Regions from separate parts of the Mus musculus genome. Here regions 1, 2, 3, 4, 5 and 6 are each linked to region 7. The links are chromatin contacts, called in public HiCAR-type, HiChIP or PLAC-seq and capture Hi-C maps. All regions are on one chromosome and are shown on one strand. Each heading gives the region's core, a stretch centred on a gene start, on an enhancer-like site or on the middle of the called end of the contact. The rest is flanking DNA. Distances are from core to core; before and after follow the strand shown. Region 1 holds the start of 4632428C04Rik (RIKEN cDNA 4632428C04 gene). Region 2 has its middle 5.8 kb from the start of Gm52263. Region 3 holds the start of Tmem44 (transmembrane protein 44). Region 4 has its middle 42 kb from the start of Gm46567. Region 5 holds the start of Lsg1 (large 60S subunit nuclear export GTPase 1). Region 6 has its middle 23 kb from the start of Gm52263. Region 7 holds the start of Lrrc15 (leucine rich repeat containing 15).

Region 1 (3,484 bases), core at 729-3,228, 270 kb after region 7:
TCCTTTATCACACTAGGATAGAATTAACTCCTTAGGAGACTTTCTAATTGCTTGATTGAGAGCCCCAACTGGAGATCATGGGACTTCAGAGTAACCTTCCTCTTCCTCTGCTTCTCTCAGTGTCCACTGGCGCCATCAGCGTCTGCTGTGTCTCCTCTGGAGCCGTGCTTCATGCTGGCTGAATGACCTAGCATATACCCCGTTGACTGTGGATCTCCAGAGGGGACATCTCGGTTGGTCCTTTGACACACTAGCATAACTGAGCACTTAACTGACTGAGTCACAGGGCAGGGGTGGTTTATTTCCCCAACCAAGAAGAGTTCGAAAAGTCCTACCAGGGTCTACAGAATCTGAGCTGTGGAAGATGCAAATGGCGATTGGGCAGGTCCGGGGGCGGGGGGGGGGGGGGGGCTCACAAGTGAGTGCTATGGGGTAGTGAGAGCAAAGGCTGTGTGTGTGGGATAACCTGAACTACATCTAGACACCGAGGTGACATTTACAGGTCCCAAACTTCTGGCAGATGGTTTCACCTAAGTCTCTTTAATGATAAACCAGGTGCTGGGTGTGGTGGCACGCTCCTGTAAGTTTCAGGGTCAACCTAGGCTACATTAGTAAGACCCTGACTCAAAAAAAAAAAAAAAAAAAAAGCGCGAACTTTGAACCTTGGTCTGTGGGACCTTCAAGTCTGATGAAAGCTGCGGGCTTGTGTGGTCTCAGAATAGGTAGATGCAGATCGGGGTGGGGATGCACGCAGCAACAGCTGCAGAAGTCATGTAGAGTTCACACACGCCCAAGGGAAGCCAAGGTTGGAGTGCTCAGCCTTCCCATGGGGACAACACCCACCACAGTCACAGTCCCCCGCCTTTTTTAAAGTGTGTGGTTATGTGGGTGTGCATTTGTCCGCGCAGGCTTCCAGCTGTTTGCTTCTATCTGTACAACGACTGCCAGAAGGAACTGCGACCTAGACTTTTGATCCAGTCAATAAACACACGGGAGCTGGGCCTGGCCACAGTGGTCAGACTCAGAAGCGAGACTCTAGATGAAGGGACAGTAACGATAAAAGCCTTCCCCTCACCCCTCCAGTCTTTCTGGCAGTTCGTGTCTGAATCTAAAAGCCAGAAGTGGCACCGTCTCTAACGAGCAACTTCTCTGGTTTTCTGCTTTGTAACTAGGAGCATCACCAGGAGTTTGAAGCCACAATGAATTCAGACTAGTTTGGATTACAGATACCCCCTCCCCCCCCCCCCCCCCGGTCTAAAAAAAGCAAAGAACGCACAAGGAACACAGGGTGTGTAGGTATCCGCCGTGGTGATGTATCCCCCACCCCTCTGTCCCCCCTCAATGGACAAGCATCGGAGCCTCTGCTGCTGTACGCCTAGGTAGCCAAGGGTTAACCGGCGTCCCCCTCCCCCCTCCGCCCCCGCCGGGCTGGGCAAGGCGGGAAGGCGGCGCGCCGGGTGCCAAAGTCGGAACCTGCTCTCGGCAGCTCCCCGCGCTGCCTTGACTCACCGCCAGGCCTGGCGCGGCCGCCGGCTGTGGAATGTGTGAGCGCCATGTGTCACCGCCCCAGACTGTGGGAAAACGCTGCTCCGCTCACCTCCCAGCAGCTGGCCCGCGCCCGCCCGCCCGGGAGCCGGGAAACAGGAGCCGCCCGCCTGGGAGGCCGCCCGGGGCCACTTCCGAGCGCGCGCCGCCTCTCCGCCCACACGCCGGTCCCTGCCGGCGACCCGGGGCTGCGGCGCCACCCGCAGCGAGTGGCCCAGCACGCCCTTCTTTTGCCCCCGCTGGCCTTATGCATCCTCCTGCTCCACCAGGCCGGCCTTAGACACAGAGAGCCCCTGTTCTGAGAGCTCCTGGGCGGTGACCTCTTTCCGGGAAAGGGCCAGAGAACTGAGGGCTATGCAGGGGACTGACCTCATGGGGTTGTGTGACAGCTCCAGTCTGGACCTTGCCAGCCCTGAACAGGAGGTTCCACTCTGCCTGACCCTTCCCCCGGAGAGCTAGGCAAGAGCCCTGCACCTCAACGCGGGGGCAGCCTCCCCTCTAGTCATTGGATGAGAGTCACATGGGTCCAGAAGTCAGCCAGGGACAAGGTTTCCAATGCCTAGCCATGCAGGGAGATGTAGGCAAAGTCACATTCTGGGTGGCAGCCATGCAAGACTGGAGACAGCGCAGTGCACCTTGTTCCGAGCCTGGCTCTCCACTCCGTGGCCAAGTGTCTCTTCAGCCAAGGCTCCTTGTGGTGTCGCTGCCTTCCAGGGCAGTTGGGACGAAATCAGATGGGGGTGGGGGCAAACCTCGGGGTCCAGGGATCCAGGGTCTTCACCTAGCATCAGCCTCTGCTGCTTTCTGAGGGGTCGAGGTGTGTGTGTGTGTGTGTGTGTGTATGCCACCCCCGTAGGAGGCTCGGGACCTGGGTGGGGTCTCTGCTGTACCCAGCTCTCCTCCAGCATGATCTGTTTCTGTTTTTTCTCCCTGCCTGTTCTTCACAGTGGGCGATGAGGTCTCACTTCTGTGGTTCTTCCCAGGCTAACCTAATCCAGTTCAACAGCTGCCTCTCCTGAAGTCCCCATGCACTTGATTTCTGTCCCCGCTCTGTACCGGTCATGGCCTGCCTAACTAGTCTTTCTCTCTCCTGCAACTTCTTATTCAAAGACGGGCTACCCTTCTATGTACCCCCCCCCCCCCATGAACAACACTGAATTCTGCATGTGACAGCCACTCTGCAGATTGAGTGCACCCCCACATGAACACTTGTCAATACCATTTATCACAGGTTCAGAACCTCATTGCCCAGACATGTGACCTCGGTCAGGCTAATCTTGCCATCTCAAATCTCTCCCCTCACCTGCAGAACATAAATCTGAGTAGGGTGTGGTGCCACAGGCCTATGATCCCAGCACGTAGGAAGCAAGAAGATCACAAGTTTGAGGCCAGCCTCTGCTTTCTATTGGGGAATCTAATGAAGAAGAGAGGGAGGAGGAAGAAGAAAAGAAAAAAAGGGGGAAAAGAATGCATTCGGTGGTATTTGGTGCGCTATAAGCTTTGAATAATGAAACTCCAGTTAACGACAGGATGCATCATGGCAGTGGTTCTCAAAAGAGTATGTCATCTAGTGACACCTTACCCATCTTACTTTGTATAAGTGCACTCTATGAAGTTCCCATAATGATAAGGTCAGTGAGAGATCCCTGTCATTAATCCATATACAATTGCTAAAATACCATAGACTGGCGGCAGACATTGACTGACGCCCAGTTCTGGATGTTGAAGTCAAAGAATAAGGCACAGGTGACTCAATTCCCCTGAAGTCCCTCTTCCTTGGCTTATAGGCAGTTTGTAGATAGTCTTCGCTTTTTGTGGATTCTTCTTTTTCCCATCCTTTATTCCTCCACCCCCTTTTCACTACCTATCACTAGATAAGAAGGAAAGGATAAAGGGGAGACAGAGATCCTTGAATCTAATTCTTTCCTTTTGTTTCTTC
Region 2 (3,477 bases), core at 624-3,123, 400 kb after region 7:
TTCTGATGACTTCTTCTGGCCTGCAGATGTACATGCAGATAGAGTGCTCATATTCATTAAATAAATAAATACATACATAACATAACATAACATAACATAACATAACATAACATAACATAGTTCCTCAGGAGTGGAGGAAAGGTTTGGCATCATCTATGAGGGGCTCGAGCAAGAAATCCAACCTCACTAGATAGGGTGCTGCGTGCCTTTAATCCCAGCACTCAGGAGGCAGAGGCAGCTGGACCTTTGAGTTAGAGGCCAGATTCCAAAACAGCCAGAGCTACAGAGAGACCCTGTTCGAAAAGCAAACAAAGAAACAACAACACATACAAAAGACAGGAACAAAGGAAGGAAGGAGGGAAGGAAGGAAGGAAGGAAGGAAGGAAGGAAGGAAGGAAGGAAGGAAGACAGAAAAAAGAAAAGAAAGCCTTAGCTTAGTCAAGATGGCTGGCTATGTGAGCCGTATAGACAAGCCACATAGACAAGCTCATGGAGATGGATGCCACAGCGAGAGAGAAACCATCAAGGCATCTCACGGGTCAGGTACCTTTGTAGTCTCTCAGGTTGAAAAGAGCCCTCAGTACCACCTATTTAAAGGAGAGGAATTTGCACTGAATTCTCAGTCTTCAGATCCTGCCGACTTTGAACCTACTTGTATCTGTGTGATCACACACACAAACATACCCACACAGAGATGCACACATGTGCGCACACACACACACACACACACACCACTACACTTCATTTGCCATAGTACACCCTCCCCCATAACCCTGTGCAGTCAGGAATTCAATTCAAAGCAAAAGGGATTCTTGAGGAGGGGGGAAAAAAAAAGGAATTCCATAGTGGTGAGGTTAGGGTTACAGCCCTTGAAGCCAGATGGTTTCCTGGAGACGTCAGGGGAGCTGGGTGAGGTGGCATGGGGGACACCATCCGGGAGCCCCAAGAGCTAAAGCTGGCACTTGCATGTGGCTGGCATCTGCTTAGTGCTGTGGATGGTACCTTCACAGCATCTCCATCTGCCTCCAGCATCCCCAGCCTGGGACCTAAGTTGCTGTATTCTATTCTCCACCCATTTCTGAAAACTGCCTGCTCGGGTGCTACTTCAAAGTCCCCTGGGAATGCCAAGTCGCCAATTAAGCCTCTTTGAGGCAGGTTCTCATTCCTTCCCCACTAATTGAAATGTTACTCCTTTTACTAAACCCATAAACCACCCAAACACAACGGCCTTCCTCATTTGCATTGTAACAATGTCCCTAATGTCCTTCCAAGAGCTTTACGTAGAGCCGAACCTTTTCTCTACCCCCCCCAACCCCCCAACGGTCAAAAGCAATTCCGAGGCAAAGGCCTTCATTTCCATCCCTATACAGCTGCTCATTAGCCAAGGTGGAATAAATTCCCTTTATTCTGGATTCATTTCCCAGGATGATAATGTCTTTTTTGTCTCAGGCCACTGTTCCCAAACTGGCCTTAATTGCTGATAGTAATTGAGTTAATGAGTATTTACAGCCGGTAAGGTTAAAAAAGGTCTCCTGTAGTTTTATTTGTGACATTTTATTTAACCTGCAATAAAATCATTAACAAGTTGTCCCCGTGTTAATTTTCTGGCCCTTCATCTTGTCTCTGTCTCTTGGGAAAGTAGGGTGAAGGTAGATGGCTCGGTCCTGGGGGTAGTTCTTAGGTTGCAGGGATGGGGAACCCAGCCTCATCCAGGTTTTCTTCTATTCAGAGAGGAGGGCCTCTCCCAGTGAAAGCAGATAGCCTGGGGCCACGATGCTCCACAGTCTCCCAGGCGCTTGGCCAAGTCACAGTCGGGGTGATGAAATCCCTTCAAAGCCACTGGGCTGGGCCAGGCTCAAGCTCCCTACCAGCAGCGCCAGCCTAAAGTGGCCCACAGGTCGGGCACAGAGCCGAGGTGTCAGGCAGTGTGAAGAGTCTGTGCATCGGTGCCTGCCAGAGAGAAGATCTGAGATGGGGCTGGAGGAGGCACCCATGCTTGTGGGCAATGCTAGGGCAAGCCAGGGGCTTTCCACACTTCACACTGGGAGGCCTGAGACTTGTCTGTGGGAGTCAGTCACTCCTAACCTTCATGTCTGCTTCCTTGCAAGCCACAGTGGGAGAGGTGGAGGCCCCTTTTCACAGTGGGGTTCTGGTTTCTTTGTTACTTCTTTAGAGTGAAGCTGGCTTCCAGGAAAAAAAAAAAGAACCTCAGAGGCCACTCCCAGATAACAGCAACTCCTTTTCTTCCTTGTGTGCTCTGCGTGGGGGGCTACTGGTGGCGTCTCCTTCAGAGGTGTCCAGAAACAGTGTTTGGGGGAATGATGAATCACACTGTAGCGGAAGTATCCAGCAGTTCCCTAGCATACACAATGGCTTTGGTTTCCTGGACATACAACTAGACTGTCTAGGCCTTCTTCAAGTTAGATGTCACCAGGTGACAGCAGAAAAAAAAAAGGTGTGCATAGGAGGAGATCCAACAACTTGCAGCCCAAAGTTAAAAGCAGCAGGGTCCAGCCAGCTGAAAATTGTCACACAAGGAGTTGAGACAGTCCCACCCTTCCTGTATGTACACATTAAAAAAAAAAAAAACTGGAATTTTTTAAATTTATTTTTTATTTTATGTGCATTGGTGTTTTACCTACATGTATGTCAGCGTGAGAGGTTGGGTCACCTGGACCTGGAGTTAACAGTTGTCCGCTGCAATGTGGTTGCTGGGAATTGAATCCCCTGTCCTCTGGAAGAGCAGCCAGTGCTCTTAACCACCGAGCCATCTCGCCAACCCTTCTGTGGAATTTAAACCACTCTACGCTCTGGGAACTATCGGTGGCAGGAGCCTACTCTACATTCCAACAAGTACAGTGTGCCCTGCGCTGTGCCTGGGAATGGTCGTCTTGCTTGGGATTCTCACCCTCTGAGACCTTTCCCATGTGGCTCTGATCCGGGCCCCTTTGCAAAGCCTTCCCGTGGGCAGAGGAAGCAGAAAGCTGACCCGACTCAGTCATTACCCTGGCATCCTACCAATGCCACTTTTGCCTGCCTGTAGGCAGATTAAAGCATCTGGCCAAGGCGTAACGTTTAGAAATTCAGTTCTCGGGCCACTCCCCAGACTCACTTCATCAATGACATTTCTGAAGTCAGGCTCCCTGCATGAACAGACTGGAGAAGACTAAACTGATTTCTGGAACAGTTCAGCCTGTCAGGAGTTGGGGATAGGAAGGGGGGTAGGAGTCATTCAAAATCCACTTGTCCCTTCATCTTGTGATGGACAGACAGACAGAGACCCAGAGCCAGGAAAGGGCAGAATCAGCCTGAGGGCCCCTGGCTTGAGCCTGGTGCTCCTTAACTGAAGACAGAAACAAGGTACGTGCCATGTGCTGTCATCAACTGTCCCTTTGCAACTGCTGATACCTGCTTAACATTCTTCATGCTCTGTAAATCATCCGAACATACTTGTCTCTGAGCCTGATGTTCCGGTCT
Region 3 (3,884 bases), core at 192-2,691, 270 kb before region 7:
ACTGCTTGAACTTCAGGGTTTCTAGTGTCACAGGAGGACAAAGGGAGGTGCCATTGTCTGGATTTTAAGTAGGAACTTTTTTGTTTTTGTTTTTGTTTTTCAAGACAGGTTTCTCTGTGTAGCTCTGGCTGTCCTGGAACTCACTCTGTAGACCAGGCTGGCCTCGAACTCAGAAATCCGCCTGCCTCTGCCTCCCAAGTGCTGGGATTAAAGGCATGTGCCACCACTGCCAGGCAAGTAGGAACATTTTAAAGATAGGTTCAGTTCTCTGCTCCAAGTCCCAGCTCCAGGGAGCAGAGGGTGAATTCCAGTCCGTGACGGCAGAGGGGATGTAGTAGATATGGCTACACCGTCATGCACTGACAGCTGCACATATGTGCCTATGTGTGTCTGTGTGTGTGCATGCCTGTGTGTGTTTGTATGTGTGCATTCAAGTGTGGAGTTCAGACAATATGTGTGGTCAGTTATTTCCTCTCTTCCATTAGATGGAAGATTAGATTGAACCCAGGTCTTCAGGCTTGGCAGCAAACACTTTCGCCCCTCGTGATACTACCAAGTTGGTGGTTATGTTTCTCCCTTACACACCCACCCTACCCCTCCCCACCCCACCCCACCCCACTCCACCCCCGAGTAGCCAGGGTTTCTCTGTGTAGCCTTGGCCGTCCTAGAACTCACTCTGTAGACCAGGCTGGCCTTGAACCTAGAGATCCTCTTGCCTCTGCCTCCCAGTGCCAGGATTAAAAGTGTGCACCACCACTCCTGGCTTTGTGGCTAAGTTTAAATATATGGAATTGGAGTGCGTGTGATCATTTAGACCACAGCGTTTTCTTTGCAGTAGACATCAAGGTGGATGGCTGTTGCACAGTCCCAGTACCTGGGAGGCTGAAGCGGGAAGAGTCTTTGAGTTGGCGGCCCACCAGGGCTACACAGTGAACTCCAGGTTAGCCTGGACCACGTGGCAAAACCCTGCCTCAAAAGTAAATAAACAGTGAAGCCACCGTCAAGCTGTGCTCTAAGCAAACTTACTGAAATCGAAGACAATTTGAAAATATTCTAATGGTTTCCTTTAGCGAAAAACCATCCATGTACCTGAATTGTGCGGCACCGTGGTTGGATGGGAGCGGCACATTTCAAGTTTAACCCCTTTCTGGCCGGGGTGGCGCAAGGCGTGCCCTTGACAGCTTCAGCAGAGGGGAAGGAGGAAGCAGAGGCGATGTGTACCCCATCCGTCCCCCACCCCACACTTTTGTGCTGCATCTTTTCAACCAGGGACAACGCTCCTCGGGGTTCCCTCCATCCCCCCACTAGCGCTGGTCCGCGCCAGAGTATTGTCTGGCTTTGGAACCGGGCGAACCCGCAAAGGGACTGGGTGCTGGCGGGGCCCTCCTTTGTGCAGCGGCCGCGCGCGGCTCTACCGCTAGGGGGCAGCCTGCACCCCGCAGAGCCCCACAATAGGCGAGGCTGGGGAGCCGCGCGGTCCGGGAACTTTCCCCGGGGTCGGCGGAGGCTCGGCCGTGCCATGGAGGAGGGGGCTAGCGCCGCGCCCCCGCTCTTGAACTGGGACTACCTGGAGCGCTGCTTCGCCCGCCGCCGCGTCTGCATCTCCTTCGGCCTGTGGATCTGCGCCGCCTGCTGCTGGATCGCTGCCCACACGCTGTAATGGGGACGGGACCCGCGCGAGGGGTGGCGGGCCACCCGCGGGGGCGACTGGGCGTCACTCGCCTCGGCTCCTCTAGGAAGCCTAGGGGGAAGGGGCGTACAGGGGGCGTCCTGCAGGTAGCTCAAGTCCGAGTTCGGATCTGACATTGCTATGTGGACTGAAGTGGAGTCCTTTCTGGACTCCGCGCACCGGGGAAGCTGGGCTGCGAGCCGGCAGCAGGAGGCTGGGTGGTGCAGTGGATGCGGGCTTGGAACAGCTTCTATTGTCAGCCTTTTCCTGGTTGTTGGCGGTGTGAGGGGAGCAAGTGTAAGCCTTTGGGTCTCCTGTGAATGAGGATATGCCTCATAAAATGAATGTGAGGATTAAATAAGGCATAGCAGGCAAAGGACTTAATACGTGCTCATTAAACACCATTACCGCTCTGGCTCTACCACCCACCCTTAGGGACCCTAGCAAGTCCCTCGATGTTTTCTACTTTTAATTTATCCAAAGCTCTTTATGCCAAGAGGTGAGGCAGTGGTTATCTGACTCTGGCCACAGTTTTTGCTTTTGTCTGTCTCCCGGTGGTTTGGCCAGGCAATCCCTGTAGCCTGGGTTCTGTGAGAGCATAGCCTCCAGGTCTTCAGCCACCCTGTCCCCACGCACAGAAACCCAGAGACAGTTTCCAGGGTGGTGCCACCCAAGTATACCCAGGCGGGGGAGAGTGTACAGCATCCCTCTATCCCGACTCCTGCAACTGGCTCACCTTAGCGCTCGGTGGACAACCCCCTCAAGACTGTCTGTAGTGGTTCAGAGAGTCAGCAGTCCATTGCCTAGAGACTGGAGTCCAGGACAGACACTCTGGGCCTGAGTTACATTTCTTCGTCCTCTTGCTCCTCGCCTGCCCCTGTCCCTAAGGCAGGTGCTGTTATCAATCGGATGAGGAGCCTGCTTCCTGAGTGAATAATAATCCTGCCTGTGACTCAGGTAGGCATCAGGGATTGAGCTCTCTGAGGTAGAGGGCTCTGCATGCATGGTCTCCTTTGTTCCGTAGCCATCCTATGCAGCCAACACAGGTAGGCATGCTCACCCCTGGAAACCATGGCTTACAGAAGTGAACTAGTGTGCTTAGAATGGCCGACTTTTGCCCTGCCTGAGGCTAGATGTGCCTCTCTGTTCTCTCTGTACCCCATCACTCCTGAACCCCTCTCCCCCTGTCTTTCTGCAGAGAATGGATCTTGGGGGGCAGGTTGCTAGGTTAAGGTCAGTCTGGGAGTCCTGGCCCCTGAGAGCACAGGGCATAGGGTAAAGCCCTGAGTGGTGAAGCTAGAGGCCTGCCGCTGGCTCACATCATCACCCCAGGCTGCAGGGTCTCCTCTCTCCAATGCAAAGGTTGAAGTAAAGCGTTGTTCATTTGGGTCCACATCTCTTACCCGACCAGTCTTCACTCCTCGAGCTTGCATTGGTTTTAATACCCAGAGCTTAGATTTATAGCTGACGGGTGACACCCTGAGCTTCAGGCTTGGGGCTGGCAGACACAGAGATGTTTAAGGTGTTGGGTAACAACCTTCTTTCTGTAATTATGATCCTTGGGACTGATGCTCAGAACCTAATCTATGGAATCAGAGCCAACCACTCTGCCTGAGCGGATGAAGCCGAAGCCGCTCCCAGCCCATTTCTCTATAAAATCCAGCATGGTTACTGAAACTCAAGTGTGGTGGTGACAGCACTGGTGATATTGCCAGAGAGACCCTGCCCACTGTATGACCCAGGTTCATGAAGGTAGGGAGAGGTGCTGTAGGAGAAAAGCCAGCAGTTTGGAGACCTAGGGAGAGGAGCCCGGAGCACCGTGCTGTTATTCAGTTTGGTTTCCCCTGCTTTATGAATATGCTCAAATTGCTCAGCTGGAAGAAGCTGCCACCCACTGCACAGATGGGTAAGGCGGATCTGACTCTAATTTCAAAGAAACAAATCGCCTTTTAAATTTAGGTAATTACCACTATAGTTAGCTGCAGTGCTAGGGTGGCTTTTAGATCCTGTTTCCCTTTCAGAAGATAAAACCTGACGGCTGGACTGGAGAAATGGCTCAGTGGATAAGAGTAGTGACTGCTCTTCCGGAGGTCCTGAGTTCAGATTCCGGCAACCACATGGTGGTTCACAATAATGAGATCCGACTCCCTCTTCTGGAGTGTCTGAAGACAGCTACAGTGTACTTCCATATAATAAATAAATCTTTAAAAGAAAA
Region 4 (3,832 bases), core at 351-2,850, 510 kb after region 7:
GGAAGGCTTAGCCTACCGTGGGCACTGCTGTACCGGAGCTGGCAGTCCTCGTTCTATAAGAAAGCAGGTACAGCAAGCTGCAGAGAGCAAGTCAGTTAGCAGCGCTCCTCCATGGCCTCTGCATCAGCTCCTGCCTCCTGGTGCCCACCTTGAGTTCCTGGCCTGACTTCCCTTCTTAATAGACTAAAGCCAAAAGTTGAAATAAACCCGCCCCTGCCCCCACAAGTTGCTTTTGGTCACTGTTTTTATCACAGTGGAAGAAAACCAAAGTAGGACAGATGGCAGTCTGGGAAGCTTGGCTTGTAGACAGGGACAGCCTGTCACATACTCCTGTCTCCAGGGTTTGTGAGGCCTCCTTCAATTGCTCCTCCTCTGGGCAGATCACCTTAAAGAGACGAGTCCGGAACAGAGCCGTAGGCAGCTATCTGCATCATGGGAGCCACAGGTCTCCAGGAAAAGAATCCACATTCAGGAAGGCAGATGCCAACGTTTAGGCTTGAACATGTCCTTCATACACATGGGAATCCTAAATCGAAGAGTGAGGTCTCCAAACTGATTTAAACACTTTATCTGAGCCACGTGTGAAGACAGAGATGAGGTCAGGCTGTGACTCCTGTGCCGGACTCGATGAGAAAAGGGGAAGCTCGGTTTGTAAAGGGCAGCAGAGAGCCCATTGCAGATGCTGCAAGACGCCTTCGCTGGTGGGTTCCTCCCACTGAACTTCTGCTATCGGTAGCATGGCGCTGGGGACAGTGATAGCTGGGGCCTTTAAAGATCCTCTCAGAGGGCATAACCTTCCTTCTTCCTTCTGCTTCCTGTCACGGACATGGCCTCGGCATCCAACATCCCTAAGGCGTGTGCTTGGAAAAAAAAAACTGGTCCTTTCTGCTGAGACTGCAGCTGAGTGAGCTGGAAGCCAGGGTCTATTTGTCAAGGCAAAACCCTAGCAAGTAGATTCAGTGTGAGTCCTACCCTCTGGAGGGCATTGCAAATCTCCAAGTCTCAATCCCCGGGGCTGGGAACAGTTTGCAGAGGACAGACATGGCAACCACGGGGCGGTTGCTGAGGGAACCGGCAACCATGACTCCGGGAAGAAGACTAGGAGCTGAGGCCCTTTGACCTGGGGAAGAAAAGGCTTGGGGGTGGGGGGCCCGGAGAGCTGATGGTGCATACCTGAGGGACTGTCATGGCGAGGACCTGGGTTTGCTCCCTGTGACTCTGACTCTTAAATGTGGACTGTGTGGTGTGGGGAGGAGCCTGGAGGCCGGTGGCCTTTCAAAGTTCACACTTTTATTATTTTGTACAACTAGTAGAATAATATTTTTTAAAATGTTAAAAAATATATAGATAAAATCTGAATTTAAAAAAATGTTTAGTGTTTCCTCTTGTCAGAGAAGTCCAAAAGGTAGGTCAGGAGGAGCTCGAGGTGGTGAGTTCCTGTCACTGGAAGAAATTAAGATGGAGACAGGAAGCCACCAGACAAATTGGCTGTGGAGAGGAGCCAGCATGGGAGCTGGGGCTGAGCCTCCAGACTGCACTCGGCCCAGAGTCCTGGATTCTCTCCTCCTGCTGTTGTAATTTAATGAGCTGCTAACACCCACACCTGGCTTCCTATTCAAACAGGCCTAGCTGTGAATGGGGAGGGCCTGCACCACGGGCGACCAGGGTAACAACAGACTCCTCCCGGGGTCTCTGGTATGAGTGGGAAGCTGTGGAAACAGACCTTCTGCAGGCCTGAGGTGGAAGGGGCCTCCTCTGACCTCAGGGGCCACCAACCCCTCCGGAGCAGGAAGGGGAGTGTTTTAGTGTCTTCCCTGGGCCTGAGCTCCAGAGAGCTGGGCAGAGCCCTCAGCTCCCTTGGTCCCCATGCCATCCTCTGAGGGAACACTGAGGCCTTATCAGTATAGTGAGGGCGGCAAGCGCAGCTCTGTAGAGTTGCCCCCAGGAACTGGTTGGTTCCAGCAGAGAGGTTTATTCATCTCATCTGCACTTGCCTGTCTTCTCTCCTCTAAGTGTTGGCATTCCTTCTAGGCTGTGCCCCGCAGTTACCTGGCAACAGCCAGGTATGCCTGACTCACTATAAAAGGGGATACTTGCCCCCTCCTCACTTACTCTCTTCTCTTGCTCTCTTCCCCTCTTCCCCCTAATCCCTTCTCTCCCCCTTCATTCCCCTCCCCCCTCTCCACTTGCTCATGGCTGGCCTCTACTCCTCTACTCTCTCTCTCTCTCTCTCTCTCTCTCTCTCTCAACTCCCCTCCCCAATGCCCTAAATAAATTCTATTCTATACAATACTGTACTATACCTTACAGCTGGTCCCTCAGAGGGAAGGGATGCCTCAGCATGGGCCCGCAGAGGCACCCCCTTCCCCCACGCCATACTGCACCTCCACCAAACATATCTCCGGCTTTTCCTTTTTTATAGAACACAACAATATGCTCCTTTGGGAAATAGCAGCTTCAGAAGGAAGTGGCTTATGTTGTTGGCAGCCGCTCCAGCCACAGGTAGGAATTTCAATTCTGAGATGAAGAACTTAGCATTGGAGAACTGAGAGGGAGGCAGCGGCCGAAGACATCCATAAGAACATGCACGTAGGTTCATGGATGCCCCCGTGTTATGAGACTACAGGAGGTGGGGCTGCCTCAGTGCAGGGGATGGCCTTAGAGAAGAATCCCTGAAAATCCCATCAGAAGAATACTATTGGATCACACTTTGGTTTGTTGTTTGTTTGGTTTTAAACCAGGTCCTGACTGTGTTGCTGAGTGTGGGGCAGGGAGCATGGGGGAATAAAGGGGGAGTGGGAGAAAACCCATGTCCCGCCAGAGTTCCGGTGCTCTGGGCAGGTGGATGCCAAAAGACTGCCGCACGCTTTCCACGCAGCCCCGAGTGGGTATCTGGCTGTGGGAAGCCACTGACCCCAGCTCGGCGGGTAGTGGGGGCTCTGTGGAACGTGACTCGATTTTCCATCCCTTGTAGAGTTTTTTACTGGGTCACAGGAGCAAGCCTCATTCAACCAAAATAAGCTGCCCATCATGGCCCCACAGCTAGGGTTGTCCTTGAACTTGTAACCCTTTTGTCTCAGCCTTCCCAATGTGGCGATTACCTGGTTGCATGGCTGCAAGACAGGCCAGAGAGAGAACAGGGCTGGCATTGCAGGTGGAGGGAGAGCTCAGTCAAGAACCAGCAGTAAGAAGGCACGAGGTAGCACTGTCTGCTAGGGCTCAGCACTACGTCTGCAGATCACGATACCTGGAGTGGAGAGAAAGGAGCTTAAGCATCACTCCGGATACCAGTGCCTGCTGTCCCCTCGGACGCCGGATGGGTCCCTCTGAGTAATGGGGAACTGAAGAGTGACATGGGTTGGCTGATGGAGACCTTTTTGCCTGTCTCAAAGACACAATGTACAAAGGGGCTAGTGTCAAGGAAGGTAGTCCAAATTCCCCTGGCATAGCTTTGCTGAGATATGGGAGGCACCTGAGTTAGCGTAGGTGTAGTAAGATGCAAATCAGTGGACAGAGGGGGAAAAAAATTCTTCAGATTTTAGAATTGACAAGACTGTCCGGTAAAGGACAACTTCAAAGATAAATGATGCATGAGAGCATAATCCAAAGACGTGAATAGACACTCTACAGACAGGCACAGCAGGAAATAAAACAGCAGCACTCATTATCAGGGCAATACAAAGTAAAATTGCAACAATATTACCTCACACCCCAAGAATGGCAGACCATGTCAAAATGGCTGACCATGTCAAAGTTGGTGGTGGGGATAAGAGAAACCAAAGCCCACTCATTGCCAGCCAGGAGAGTTTTTTTAAATGCTAGGAACACTCTG
Region 5 (3,408 bases), core at 310-2,809, 300 kb before region 7:
TGCCGTCCCAAAGACTTTCCAACTGCCACCGACTTTGTCATTCCTTTGGGAGCTCCACAAAATTCACTCCAATTAAGCAAGAGTCTAGTGGAGGTATGGCACACAAAAAGGAAGTGGGCAAAGAGTCAGAAATGGGTGAGCGGTGTGGTCCCAGTTCTGCTGGCTGCTAACTAGTCCACTGCAGCGTCTTCATCGGCACCAGAAAAGAACGGGCTGGGCTGCTCTTGTTACTTGTTACCTGGAAACGTGTTACACACACACACACACACAGCACCCAGAACTTATGAATCAGTCATTCTGTTAAGGTTATTCCTGGGAAATTTCTGTACACATTAAAGTTAGAAAAGTTAACAGACTAGGTGCCTTCCTGATGTTTTTCGTAATTATTTTAACTGACAAGTAAAAATATTGTGGGCATGCATGTGTGTGTGTGCGCGTGCGTATACATAGATACACATATATGTGTATATATACATGTTTATGTGCCACTTAGTTATAATATTTTATTATACATAGATTAATCAAACAAGTTAGCAACAATGACCGAGTACTCTCAATAATAATGGAAGTGTAACAAGACTCCTAACTCATAGCATGTCTTTGATCTATAGCCGGTGAAAACTACTTCCATGGCTAAGCAGCATGTTACCGTGGTCTCCCCAATGAGGATGTTATTCAACACAGTCGATTATAAACTGATTTCTTTTTTCTTTTTTAGAAAGGGTCTCACTGTGTAGCCCTGACTGTCCTGGAGCTCTCTTTGTGGAGATCTGCCATCCAGTATCCCAAGTGCTAGGATTAAAGGTGTGTGTCACCACGCCTGGCTTAAATTGACTTTTTATATATACACATTACGAGGAAAGCCGATGATTGGTTTGGGGCATTGAATATCTATTAGTGGAGCCAGATCACTATTTTCGCTTTAACTTTAATTATAAAAAATGTTGATACAATGCTCACTGGAACATGTGAACTTTTTTTTTTCTGCTCCAGAAAGCAGAAGCGCAACGCCGCCGGCTTTCACTTTCTAGTTCTGAAAATGCTTTTTAACTGCCCATTCTAAACTCTCACCCATGTGTGAATTTTTCTCCCTGCTCCGCAACTAGTGAATACTAGGAAAACAAAAATCGATTTAATTGCTGAGCAGAAAAACCAGCATCGGGAACCTTCTGCCACCTAGAGCCACAGAAGCACTCTTCTTTCACCGGAGTCCCCTCCTCTTCCTGACGGAAGCCGCGGGGAAGATGGAGTTAGTCCCGTGAACTTGAGCGGACATATTTTCCAGTTGTCCCAATTTCCCGCCGGACTTTAAACAGTGGAGTACAAGTCTGGAATGTACCATTCTCTTAAATCGGTCAGTGTATCAAAATGGAAACAGTCGTAGGAGTAGCCATAAGGAATCACCGAGAAAAAAATTTTACATTTCTTCTCTATAATATTGTCAAACTTGGGATCTACCAAAATCATTCTGAAACAAGTCATTCAATACCCCGCTGTTACACTTCCGGACTGGACAACTTAGGCTCGCTCTTACATCACTTCCGGGTTCACAGCCGGAGAAACCGGAAGCCTCGCGTGCTGAGCAGTGGTTTGTGCTGTTGATGCGTGGTTATGGGTCGGAGACGAGCGCCGGGTGGTGGGTCCCTGGGCCGAGTACTTATCCGGCAGCAGACTCAGCGAAGCCGCAGCCACCGTCATACTGACTCCTGGGTAAGGAAATCTGTGCTCTCCATAGTCTTTCTGTCTTGTTCTGAGTGCCTCCATGCTACAAAAGTTGGAGCCAGAAGTCGCGCCTGAACAGGGTTTGGAAGCAGACCCCAGCAGGGCGCAGAGAGGCTTGATACAGGACTAGTGTGTAATGAAAATGGGAAGAACCCATCGTGTTGGAATGTTTCACTGTGTTTGAGTTATGCTCTAGAAGCCACGGGCGCTCTTGGATATTTCTATAAAGAAGATAACTTGTTATCGTAAAATTTTGAAACAAAGTCTCCGTATGCAGCCAAGTTTGGCTCAGGACTGCCTTCCTCGTGCCTGTGCCTGGAGAGTTCTGGGTTTACAAGCCGTGGCCACCATGCTTGGATCTTTTAAACTTTCCGATTTTAGTTGCCCAGAGAATCGATCCTCTAGAGATGGTTCCGTTAGAGGCGATCTCTGCTTTGCCTTGTTTTGCCCCCTTGGGGTTTATCGTAAGAAATTGACATTGTCTCTAGAAGCTTAGGGAAGATCGTGGTAGCCTTAAAAAGTAAATGAAGTATAGAAATTAATCCCAGCAGAGTATTTGAGGACATTCCGAGTCCTCACTAAAATCCTGTGCTGAAGTTGTCCCTGGTGCGTGTCCGTTACATCGTCCCATTTCCAAACTCTGAGGAAGACACACATGCTTCTTTCTCAGTGTTCAAGTCTGGACTTTTGATACTACTCTCAATGTACTGGCCTTCGGGAAATAGTGGAGAGGTTTAATTTTAATCTAAAGAAATTCTAACTCATATCCTGATATTTGTTAATCCTAAGCTTTTAATCCTTAATTTCGTTTAAAAAAAAAAAAACTATGTTTGTATCTGTAGTAAGCATATAACTTGGGATGGTATATATCAAACTCAGGGTTGTTTTGGTTTTTTGGGTTTTTTTGTTTGTTTTTTGTTTTGTTTTGTTTTTTTTTGCAAGACAGGGTTTCTCTGTGTAGCCCTGGCTGTCCTAGAACTCACTCTGTAGACCAGGCTGGCCTCGAACTCAGAAGTCCGCCTGACTCTGCCTCCCAAGTGCTGGGATTAAAGGCGTGCGCCACCACCGCCTGTCCAAACTCAGGGTTGTATGAGAAATCAATTAGCAGGTAGCTCTTTTTTTAATGGTCATTCCAGGCAAGTCAGTCTCCCAGCCCTTGGGATTTGGGGCAGAGGAGACTAAGGGGAGTGGGGAAACAGATCTCTACACAGTTCACGATGGCCCTTAAACTTGTGGTCTCTGAGACTCCTGCTCCTTTGATGACAGCATGCACCACCACACTTGGCTTTAAAATATTCTCTCTCATAGATCCCTATGAAATATTTTTAATTGGCCAGCCGAGTCAAGACAGTCTGGGTTCTAGTTCTTCATCAGTACTTAGTTTGGAACAATAGGTAAATTATTTTACCTATTTAAACCTCAGTTTCCTTGATAGTAAAATGAGGACACAATAAAATTCGCTTCAATAAAGGGGGCGTGCCCTTGCTGAGGTAAGAAACTGTTCATTTAAATATTTGATCTTGTTTTTTTGCGTTGTTGGATATCGACACTGTTGACAGCAACGGGCAAGTGTTCTGCTGAGCTGTGCCCCCATCTTAGCTAGGATTAGGTATTGCCTGTGTACATTCTAGAAGAGTCCAGCCACTTTGAGAACATAGGCCAGTACAAGCAACGGTAGAGCTGTGT
Region 6 (3,896 bases), core at 916-3,415, 370 kb after region 7:
GGGGCTGGAAACTCACCAGAGGACTAACACAACACAGGCTCACTGACTCAGCCTTATGTCTCAAAGATGCTCTCTTGTACTGCCTCCTGATTTTGTACTAAACCCTGTGCACACAGTGCACCTCCATAGACTTGATTCTTCCTCTCTAGCAAAAACTGCGGGGTCTCTTGCAATTCTGCACTTTTATCATGAAGCCTCTGGGCCTTCTCTTTACCTCCCGAATGCTACCTCTGCTCAGTTCCCATGTTCTCACATCAATCTTCACCTCTTTCCTCTCTTTCCTTTTAAAATCTGTAATCCTTGAGCTGCATGGAACAGGCTGTTGCCTGCTTTGTGGAGAGATATGTAGCCCAACAGGATTAGCCAAATATATTTAGTTCTTTGGGGAGAGGAGAGGATACGGTAGTAGATTCCAGCCATAATCATCATCATCATCATCATCATCATCTTCTTCTTCTTCTTCTTCTTCTTCTTCTTCTTCTTCTTCTTCTTCTTCTTCTTCTTCTTCTTCTCCTTCTCCTCCTCCTCCTCCTCCTCCTCCTCCTCCTCCACTCTTCTCCACCCTTCTCCTCCTTCTCCTCCTCCTCCTCCTTCTCCTCCTCCTCCTCCTCTTCCTCCTCCTCTTCCTCCTCCTCCTCCTCCTCTTCCTCCTCCTCCTCCTCCTCCTCCTCCTCCTCCTCCTCCTCCTTCTTCTTCTTCTTCTTCTTCTTCTTCTTCTTCTTCTTCTTCTTCTTCTCCTCCTCCCCCCTCCTCTTTCTCCTCCTCCCCCCTCCATCTTCTATGATTATAAAGTCCTCAGTCCATTTCTGTAGTTTGACTATTTTGACTATTGTCTTTCAGACTCTAGCATAAAGACATTTTCTTGGTGCCCTTCTTTTCAAGCTTCAGATTTTGAGGCCTCAGGAAAACAAATCATGAAAGTGACCCTACAGAATTCTGTGCTACCCCATGACTCCACAACAGCTGGACAGTGGCTATGTGACAGATGACAGACATTATTAGCACAAACACTGAGGACAAACAGATTGACGGGACAACTTCCTGCTTTCAGGCTTTCTGAATCTCCTCATGGGTGAAGACATTCCATGGCATCACTGGTGCCAATCAAGGTAACACAGCCACTCAGCCAAGGCTTGACTTGAGAGCATGGGTAGAGACAGGTTAGGCACATCCTTCTCAGCTGAGCAGGTGGCCTCTCAGATGGGTATAACCATCTAACACTTTCAAAGGAGGCAAGGGTGATGTGAACAAAAGTAAGGGTTTAGAGAAACAAGGGAACAGGAGAGTACCAATGCGTTTAGATGCCAAGGAACAGCTGGGTACAAGTCAGGTGCAGGAGGAGGAAGGGAGGGGCATCTTAACTCCCATGAGGGGTCATAGAAGTCTGAACCCTTCACCATGACTGTCTTCAGGACACCCCTGCTCAGTTATAAGGACATGCCCTGGGAAGATTTCATGAGGCAGGTTGGGACTCCAGTATGCCCAAGGCTCACTGAGTACATGACTGCACCACACACCCGGTGGCAGCCTGTAGCCTCTGGTCTGACTCTTGGTCTCCGTGGTTACCCAACATGCCTATGATTGTTAATCTCAACTGTCTACTTGGACAGATCTAGAATCACTGGGAGATGGGCTTCTGTGCATGCCTGTGGTGGATTAACTCGATTAGGTTAATTGAGGTAGGAAGACTTGTCCACTGTGGGCGGTGCCATTCCTTAGGCTGGGATCTTTGACTGTATGAAAAAGAGGAAGCCAAGCACAAGTGCTCACCAATCTCATTTCCTGACTGTGGACACAATGTGAGCAGAGCCTCAGGCTCTTGCTTATCTCCCATGATGGACTAAATCCTGGCCTGTGAGACAAAATAAACCCTTTCTCCCTTAAGTTGTGTTTGTCAAGGGCATTTTGTCACTGCAACAGGAAATTTAACTAAGACATCCTCCTTGCCACAGCTCTCTACCAGAACATAACCCCAATTGTTTAGGGACTAGCTATGACTGTACTGCCCAATTCTCCTGGGGACCATCCTGAAGATGCACTGGCTGCTTGGATGCCTTAGGTCACTGCTGAGAGAAGCAGAGGATCTCTTTGTGTGTGAGTTGAGTTGTGGTCGGGCTTCCCACTTCCTCCCTATGCAGTGAACATTCTTCTCACGTGAGTAATGGATTGGTTGGGCTGGGGAAGCCAGCCAGTGTATTAGCACGAACTCAAAGGCTCCCTGCACCTGGCGTGGGAAAGGCTGCAGACCTGTTTCGACAAGTCTTCTGGCTGTGCTTTGGCAGGTTGCTCCATTACCTCACCGAAATGAACATCTGCTCCTTCCTCCTGAACAATGACTGAAGCCTCACGTGCCTTGCAGGCTTCTACCTGTGGGACACTAAGGCCTGCATGCCCAGCCCTTCACTCTGGACTTTGCCTCCAAAGGTTTAGATGGGTCTGCTGGACAAAGATCTCATGGGGTTAAATGCTTTGGGAAGAACTGATGTTTACTGATGAGAAACAGCCCAATAGACTTTTCAACATCTTTTTAAAAATTAATTTTTAGTTATCACATCAAATAATGCACTTCATGACATGGTGACACATACATGCCATTATACTTTTGGTTTTTATCTATCTCTCCATTTCCCTCCCCACTTCTCCTTTCTCTCCCTTGCTGGTCTCTTTCCTTACCCCAAGTAGAAGTCCCTGCTTTTGTGTGACTAACTTTATTACTCCGTCTTGTTCTCCACCCCCTCTCTCCTCCCTCCCCTCTCATTCTTTCTATTCTTAAATTTAAATGTAGATTCTGCAAATGCATCTCACCACCTTCAATTTCATAACATTTAACAAGTCTACGAGACATGCTAAGAGCTCTAAGAGCAGCTTGCCCAGTTCCTGATTCTATTCAATTATGTGAATTCCCCCAGAGCCCACCCTTTGTCACTGTGATTGCCTCTTTGCAGGCAAGAAGTCAGCTGAGCTTTGTCTGGAGGAGATTCTGAGGGCTGCTACCGTTTGATTCCTTGGCTTTGGAGGGGAGACTGTAAGTAGGGGCAGCCATGAACACATTAATCTGGGACAGTCCCTGCTCATATGGGCTCCCCCAATATAATTATAATTGACATCCACCCCTTTTTCTCTCAAAAGTGCCCTGATTTGGGGCATAAATGATAGGACCCAGAGTCCAGCTGCTTGGCATTTTGAAACCAAAGAGCATTGTTAGATTTCTTTCTGCCCATAACTCAGTCTGATGTTACCCGGTGACTCACCACTTGATCTCTGGCAAAGCCTGATGTTTGCCACTGGGCCCTGAATTCTTTCTCCATCACACTCGCTCAGTCTAGTAACTGCTTCACCTTCTTGACAGACTTTCTGCAAAGGCGTGAAGAGAACACCAGTCCCTGTCCCCCAGGAAGGGCCACCGTGTCTGTGACCCTTCCAAACATCTCCTGCAGTGGCAGCATTTCTGAGCCCCTGGGCGTGAGAACTTGGGCTCTGCTCTGGCTGGTTGGTTGTTGAGTCTTTGCTGTCATTCTTTCTCAGCTTTCAGTCTCCTTCTGGAACAGTCACTTTCTTGCTGGGAGGTGCTCTGCAGGGACCTGGGCTAAAACTTGTCAGGAAGCTGTCCTTACTCAGGTGATGGGATAATGAGAGGGAATAGCCAAGTGTGGAGGATATGAGCTGGTGATGAGTTACTGAGGAAAAGAAATTAGACAAAAAAAATTCAAAGTAATATTTTTGTTCTCTCTCTCTCTCTCTCTCTCTCTCTCTCTCTCTCTCTCCCCCTCCCCCCCTCCCCCTCCCTCCCTCCCCCCTCCCCCCCTCCCCCCCTCCCTCCCTCCCTCCCTCCCTCCAGGGTTTCTGTTCTTCGAAAACTCACTCTGCAGACCAAGCTGGCCTCAAACTTAGAGATC
Region 7 (3,875 bases), core at 132-2,631:
ACGCCTTTAATCCCAGCACTTGGAAGGCAGAGGTAGGTGGATTTCTGAGTTTGAAGCCAGCCTGGTCAGGACAGCCAGGGCTACACAGAGAAACCCTGTCTCAAAAAAACAAAAACAAAAACAAAAACAAAAAACAAACAAACAAAAGATGCGGAGGCTCCAAAGGTTGACAGCAAGAAGGAAGATGCTCTTCTGTGGAATCGTAGTGGGATAGGATGCTAAGGTGGGGGAGCTGGGACTGGGGTGTGGCGGCAGCGCTCTCCTCGGTTAATAGCCAGAGCACTTTTGTTTCTGGCTGTGATTCATGGTGACACCGGCAAGGCATGATTCAGGCAGCAGGGCTTGACCACGGTAAGCCACCAAGTGACTGTCTCAGTAATAACACTGCACTTTTATGTCTCTCCTTTCATCGCAGATCTCAAAGCGCCCTGCAAACATTAATTAAGGCTCTCGCATTCCAGGAGCTGCCCGGTGGGTGCAGGCATTGTTCTGGCCACTAGGCGGAGAAGGTAAACGGAGCCAAGGCAGCTACAACCTTTAAATGCTTTGTTAAGCAGAGGTCTGACGGCCCCCTCCCCAGCCGTGACTCCTCTACCCTCTTCCTCCGGCTCTCTCTGGGACACTTTGAATAGAACCAGCATGGTCTCCTGGTTTCCTACTGGGGTAGGGACCGTGGGAAGGTAGGGAATCAGGGCATGCTGTGGTACAGAGGTGAAAGGCAGACAAGCCCTCGTTCTCAGTCACCACCTTCACAGCCCAGGAACATATCCTGCACGCACCCAGGAGCAGCAGCATAGGTACAGAAGATAACCTCGGAGGGACATGAAATGCTACTTTTAAAAGAGATATGGTGGAGGGAACTATATTTTTCCTAAGAACTTAAATGCCTTTTCCAAAATATTAGCAGTGGCTGAATTGGATGACACATTCGAGTGTGCCTTATAATGTTCTTGCATATTTTCTCTAAAATTGGAGTTATTTCTATATACAAATTTTAGAATTCGGGGCTGGGGGAGAAAAGGAAGGGGGATGGAGAAGGAAGCAGAGAGTGGACTAAAAGGTCACAGAAAGCCCGACTTCAATCACAACCTGAACTGGTGCCTAAGGCAAGAGCTGGGTCCCAGTTACTCAGTCCTACTGCGGTGGCAGAAAACCCCTTTCCAGTGTCACACTGGACACAGCGAGTCCGAAGGAGATGGGGAAGGAGAGGCAAAGAAGAAACTTATTTTCAAGTGCAGTCGATGAACGCCCCTTCAACTTGAACACAATTCCCTGATGATGCTCCCAGAGGTTGCCCCGCCCCGCAGGCCGACACTGCCCCGTGCGGTGACTCACGAGGGGCTGTTTAAATGACAGGGAGGACCCAGAAGGCCCTCACTCATGCTGCAGTCTTGAGCCGGTCCGGTCCTCCGCCTCCTCTCCTCGCCGCCTCCTTCTTATTGACCCGGCAGCCTCGTGGAGCTGCTGGTAAGTGGGTGCCCGCCCACCCCCCATCCCGGCCGCGCCCCACATCCCGGTTGACGATAGGATCCCGAGACTCTACAAGGAGCAGGGCTGGCGCGTGCCTGGGATGCTCTGAGGACCTGGACTGGTCCAGCCCGCGCAGGAGCTGGGTGAGCCGGTCCTAGTGTCTAGCTGTGAATCTTGATGCCCTGTTTCGCTTTCCTTGACTTTATGGTCTGTGAAGTGAGCCTGGAGTGCAGCGGGGAGAGCTTTTGACCTGCAGGAAATTGGTTGAAAGTTAACTGAAGCACCCGGTTTACCTACTCCGGGAGACCAGATCCACAAGGGCAGGAGTTTCTCTAAGGTTCTGGCTGTTGGAACCTGTATCATTTCCATTGAGCCTACAGAGGTAGCCACTTAAAGGGGACTCTGCATATAGATCTGTCCAGGATGGTGAACTCACAAGGTTTCTGCCTGGGAGAAATCGGCCCTCTACTTGTGGTAGATTTACAGTGTTACATTTATACTGCTGGACTCAGGCGGATATGCAGTCTCTAGTCAGGAGTGCCAATTTGGAACCCAGTTGAAGTTTTAAGTGTCCAGGTTCTAACTCTGTGTGTAGCTTAGATGATCCCATTCTGATCATCTAGATGTGTCACAGGGTCCAGGGCTGATGCCTTTGGGAGGGAGATGCTGGAGGTAGGTTTGTGATAAGAATCAGGTGTCTCGCTGGTCGTGGTGGCGCACGCCTTTAATCCCAGCATTTAGGAGGCAGAGGCAGGCAGATTTCTGAGTTCAAGGCCAGCCTGGTCTACAAAGTGAGTTCCAGGACAGCCAGGGCTATACAGAGAAACCCTGTCTCGAAAAACCAAGAAAAAAAATCAGGTGTCGGTATGTATGTATGTATGTATGTATGTATGTATGTATGTATGTATGTTTATTTGTATGTATTTTGGTGCTGAGGATCAAACTCAGGATCTCAAGCATGCTAAACAAGCAGTCTACTACTTAGCTATAACCACAGCTGACTAGGTGAGTTTGTTTTGTTTGGTTTTAAGACAGGGTCCCACTATGTAGACCAGGCTGGCCCCAAACTCACAGAGATCCTCTTACCCTACTTCCCAAGTGCTAGGATTAAAGGCATATACTACCACGCACAAACTGGGTGGGTTTTAATCTCACCCCTTATCTGTGTCTCTGCCCAAAATGAAGAGGAGTGAGCTGTGGAAAAGGAGAGCCTTCGGGACCCTCCAACCTGAGCGGCTCTACCTTTAGGGCCAAATGCACTACCCTAGGGCAGACCGTGACTGCTGAGATAACACAAGAACTCAAGGTGCTGAGCATTGCCTGCCAGGGATTTCTAGCTGGCACTACCCATTGCAGGCAGCTCTCGGATGTGTGGGTGTCCCTGCTCTGTGACTTGGAAATTCCTTAAGCAGGTCTCTTTTTCTGCATCGCCTGAACATCTGGAGTAGATTCAGGACCAGACAGTTCAATTTGCCTGTGGTCATGAGTCAGCTGCTGGGCTCAGCAACAACTGTGACAGGGAAGGCATGTTGAGAGGGTCGTGGCCAGGAAGAGCTCTGAGAAGACCCCACAGCAAGTATAGGAAGGTTCCTCCCGGGGCTTGGGGACACTACCCAGATTAGCTCTGTCAATGGAGGATGTGAAGCCTGAAGTGGAAGTAGATCCAGATGTGCAGAGATGAGAGAGAGAGATGGGAGACGCACTGCCCAGGGCTTGTCCTGCCAGCGAACACGCCAAGGCTGTGATTACAGATGACAATTTGCCTCCCTGCCTCCAGACTTCAGAAGAACCCCTGAAGCTGCAGGTTCCAGTGCCTGCCTCGGCTGTGGAGCACGGGGCTAAACAGAGACCATACCATTTCCCTCTCAGACCTAAGGTGCTCCACTGAGAAGTGGTCTCTGTAGACTGAGTTTCAAAAGAGACTCTGGCTTCTTATGAAAGTCCCCACTTCAGACACAACTCCTGCTGTTGTGCTGGGCAGTTACAACTCTTATAGCTCTTGGAAGCAAATTACAGCCCTGCTCTGGCCTCTGCAGGAAGCCGGGCTAGGCTTGCCCCAGGCTTGGGAGGGTTCCCACAGAGGGCCTGGGGAGGGGCTGCTCTTTTCTTATTTTAAAAAGCAAAACAAGGATTTTTGAAGGCCCCGGGGAGGATGAGGCTGTGAAGGTCCTGTCCAGGGATTTAAGGGTGCTTTGTGTCTGGAGTAGAGAAGTCCCAAGTCATGGGCTGTGTTTTCCAGGCTCAACCCTCCTGGTGCCCCTCCCCCCACCCCCTCTGAACCTTCTCTCCCTTCTTCCAGCTTACTCCCGTGACGCTAAACAACACACCATCAGGGCAGCCTCAGAGGATAAAGTTGCCTGCAGAATGAGTTGGGGGCCCAACTTGGGTGTAGCTAATAATGCTGG

The links. HiCAR-type assays count read pairs that join an accessible place to other places. HiChIP or PLAC-seq counts read pairs in DNA pulled down with a chosen protein or histone mark. Capture Hi-C pulls out chosen DNA fragments and counts their contacts.
Region 1: a contact with region 7 is called in a capture Hi-C map of macrophages, with 2.9 times the contacts expected there. The contact joins the promoter of 4632428C04Rik here to the promoter of Lrrc15 in region 7. A contact is called at or near these places in 4 of 39 promoter capture datasets (hematopoietic stem and progenitor cells, hippocampal neurons and liver), 1 of 115 datasets of contacts at active chromatin or transcription factors (pancreatic cancer cells) and 1 of 9 other capture datasets (macrophages).
Region 2: a contact with region 7 is called in a FOXA1 HiChIP or PLAC-seq map of pancreatic cancer cells. The contact joins the enhancer-like site here to the promoter of Lrrc15 in region 7. A contact is called at or near these places in 4 of 39 promoter capture datasets (hematopoietic stem and progenitor cells, hippocampal neurons, liver and 1 more), 1 of 115 datasets of contacts at active chromatin or transcription factors (pancreatic cancer cells) and 2 of 9 other capture datasets (adipose tissue and liver).
Region 3: a contact with region 7 is called in a FOXA1 HiChIP or PLAC-seq map of pancreatic cancer cells. The contact joins the promoter of Tmem44 here to the promoter of Lrrc15 in region 7. A contact is called at or near these places in 6 of 39 promoter capture datasets (the 3T3-L1 cell line, 3T3-L1-derived adipocytes, the HPC-7 cell line and 2 more), 1 of 15 datasets of contacts at CTCF or cohesin (the NIH/3T3 cell line), 1 of 484 Hi-C or Micro-C datasets (embryonic stem cells) and 6 of 115 datasets of contacts at active chromatin or transcription factors (embryonic stem cells, extraembryonic endoderm stem cells, pancreatic cancer cells and 1 more).
Region 4: a HiCAR-type map of embryonic stem cells shows a contact between it and region 7, with 2.9 times the contacts expected there. The contact joins the enhancer-like site here to the promoter of Lrrc15 in region 7. A contact is called at or near these places in 4 of 39 promoter capture datasets (cranial neural crest, liver, pre-B cells and 1 more) and 2 of 115 datasets of contacts at active chromatin or transcription factors (both in embryonic stem cells).
Region 5: a contact with region 7 is called in an HNF4G HiChIP or PLAC-seq map of pancreatic cancer cells. The contact joins the promoter of Lsg1 here to the promoter of Lrrc15 in region 7. A contact is called at or near these places in 2 of 115 datasets of contacts at active chromatin or transcription factors (large pre-B cells and pancreatic cancer cells).
Region 6: a contact with region 7 is called in a FOXA1 HiChIP or PLAC-seq map of pancreatic cancer cells. The contact joins the enhancer-like site here to the promoter of Lrrc15 in region 7. A contact is called at or near these places in 4 of 39 promoter capture datasets (embryonic stem cells, hematopoietic stem and progenitor cells, hippocampal neurons and 1 more), 2 of 115 datasets of contacts at active chromatin or transcription factors (embryonic stem cells and pancreatic cancer cells) and 1 of 9 other capture datasets (embryonic stem cells).

The regions. Positions count from the first base shown.
Region 1 is chr16:30,007,161-30,010,644 of GRCm38.p6, reverse strand. 4632428C04Rik (RIKEN cDNA 4632428C04 gene) reads right to left here and starts at 1,978. Exons shown (of 3, transcript NR_033631.1): 1 at 1,915-1,978.
Region 2 is chr16:29,881,172-29,884,648 of GRCm38.p6, reverse strand. No RefSeq gene overlaps it. Among named protein-coding and RNA genes, the nearest start is that of Gm52263, 5.8 kb to the left of the region's middle. Within about 2 kb of position 1,873, at least 133 of the 459 cell types and tissues checked have an H3K27ac peak or open chromatin away from gene starts, as enhancers often do. A contact at or near this core is called in pancreatic cancer cells, where this site is marked.
Region 3 is chr16:30,548,135-30,552,018 of GRCm38.p6, reverse strand. Tmem44 (transmembrane protein 44) reads left to right here and starts at 1,441. Exons shown (of 11, transcript NM_001384248.1): 1 at 1,441-1,656. The coding sequence starts at 1,520.
Region 4 is chr16:29,769,664-29,773,495 of GRCm38.p6, reverse strand. No RefSeq gene overlaps it. Among named protein-coding and RNA genes, the nearest start is that of Gm46567, 42 kb to the left of the region's middle. Within about 2 kb of position 1,600, at least 58 of the 459 cell types and tissues checked have an H3K27ac peak or open chromatin away from gene starts, as enhancers often do. A contact at or near this core is called in embryonic stem cells and stem cell-derived epiblast-like cells, where this site is marked.
Region 5 is chr16:30,585,740-30,589,147 of GRCm38.p6, reverse strand. It overlaps Lsg1 (large 60S subunit nuclear export GTPase 1), which reads left to right and starts at 1,559. Exons shown (of 14, transcript NM_178069.5): 1 at 1,559-1,710. The coding sequence starts at 1,612.
Region 6 is chr16:29,909,645-29,913,540 of GRCm38.p6, reverse strand. No RefSeq gene overlaps it. Among named protein-coding and RNA genes, the nearest start is that of Gm52263, 23 kb to the right of the region's middle. Within about 2 kb of position 2,165, at least 67 of the 459 cell types and tissues checked have an H3K27ac peak or open chromatin away from gene starts, as enhancers often do. A contact at or near this core is called in pancreatic cancer cells, where this site is marked.
Region 7 is chr16:30,280,760-30,284,634 of GRCm38.p6, reverse strand. Lrrc15 (leucine rich repeat containing 15) reads left to right here and starts at 1,381. Exons shown (of 2, transcript NM_028973.2): 1 at 1,381-1,467.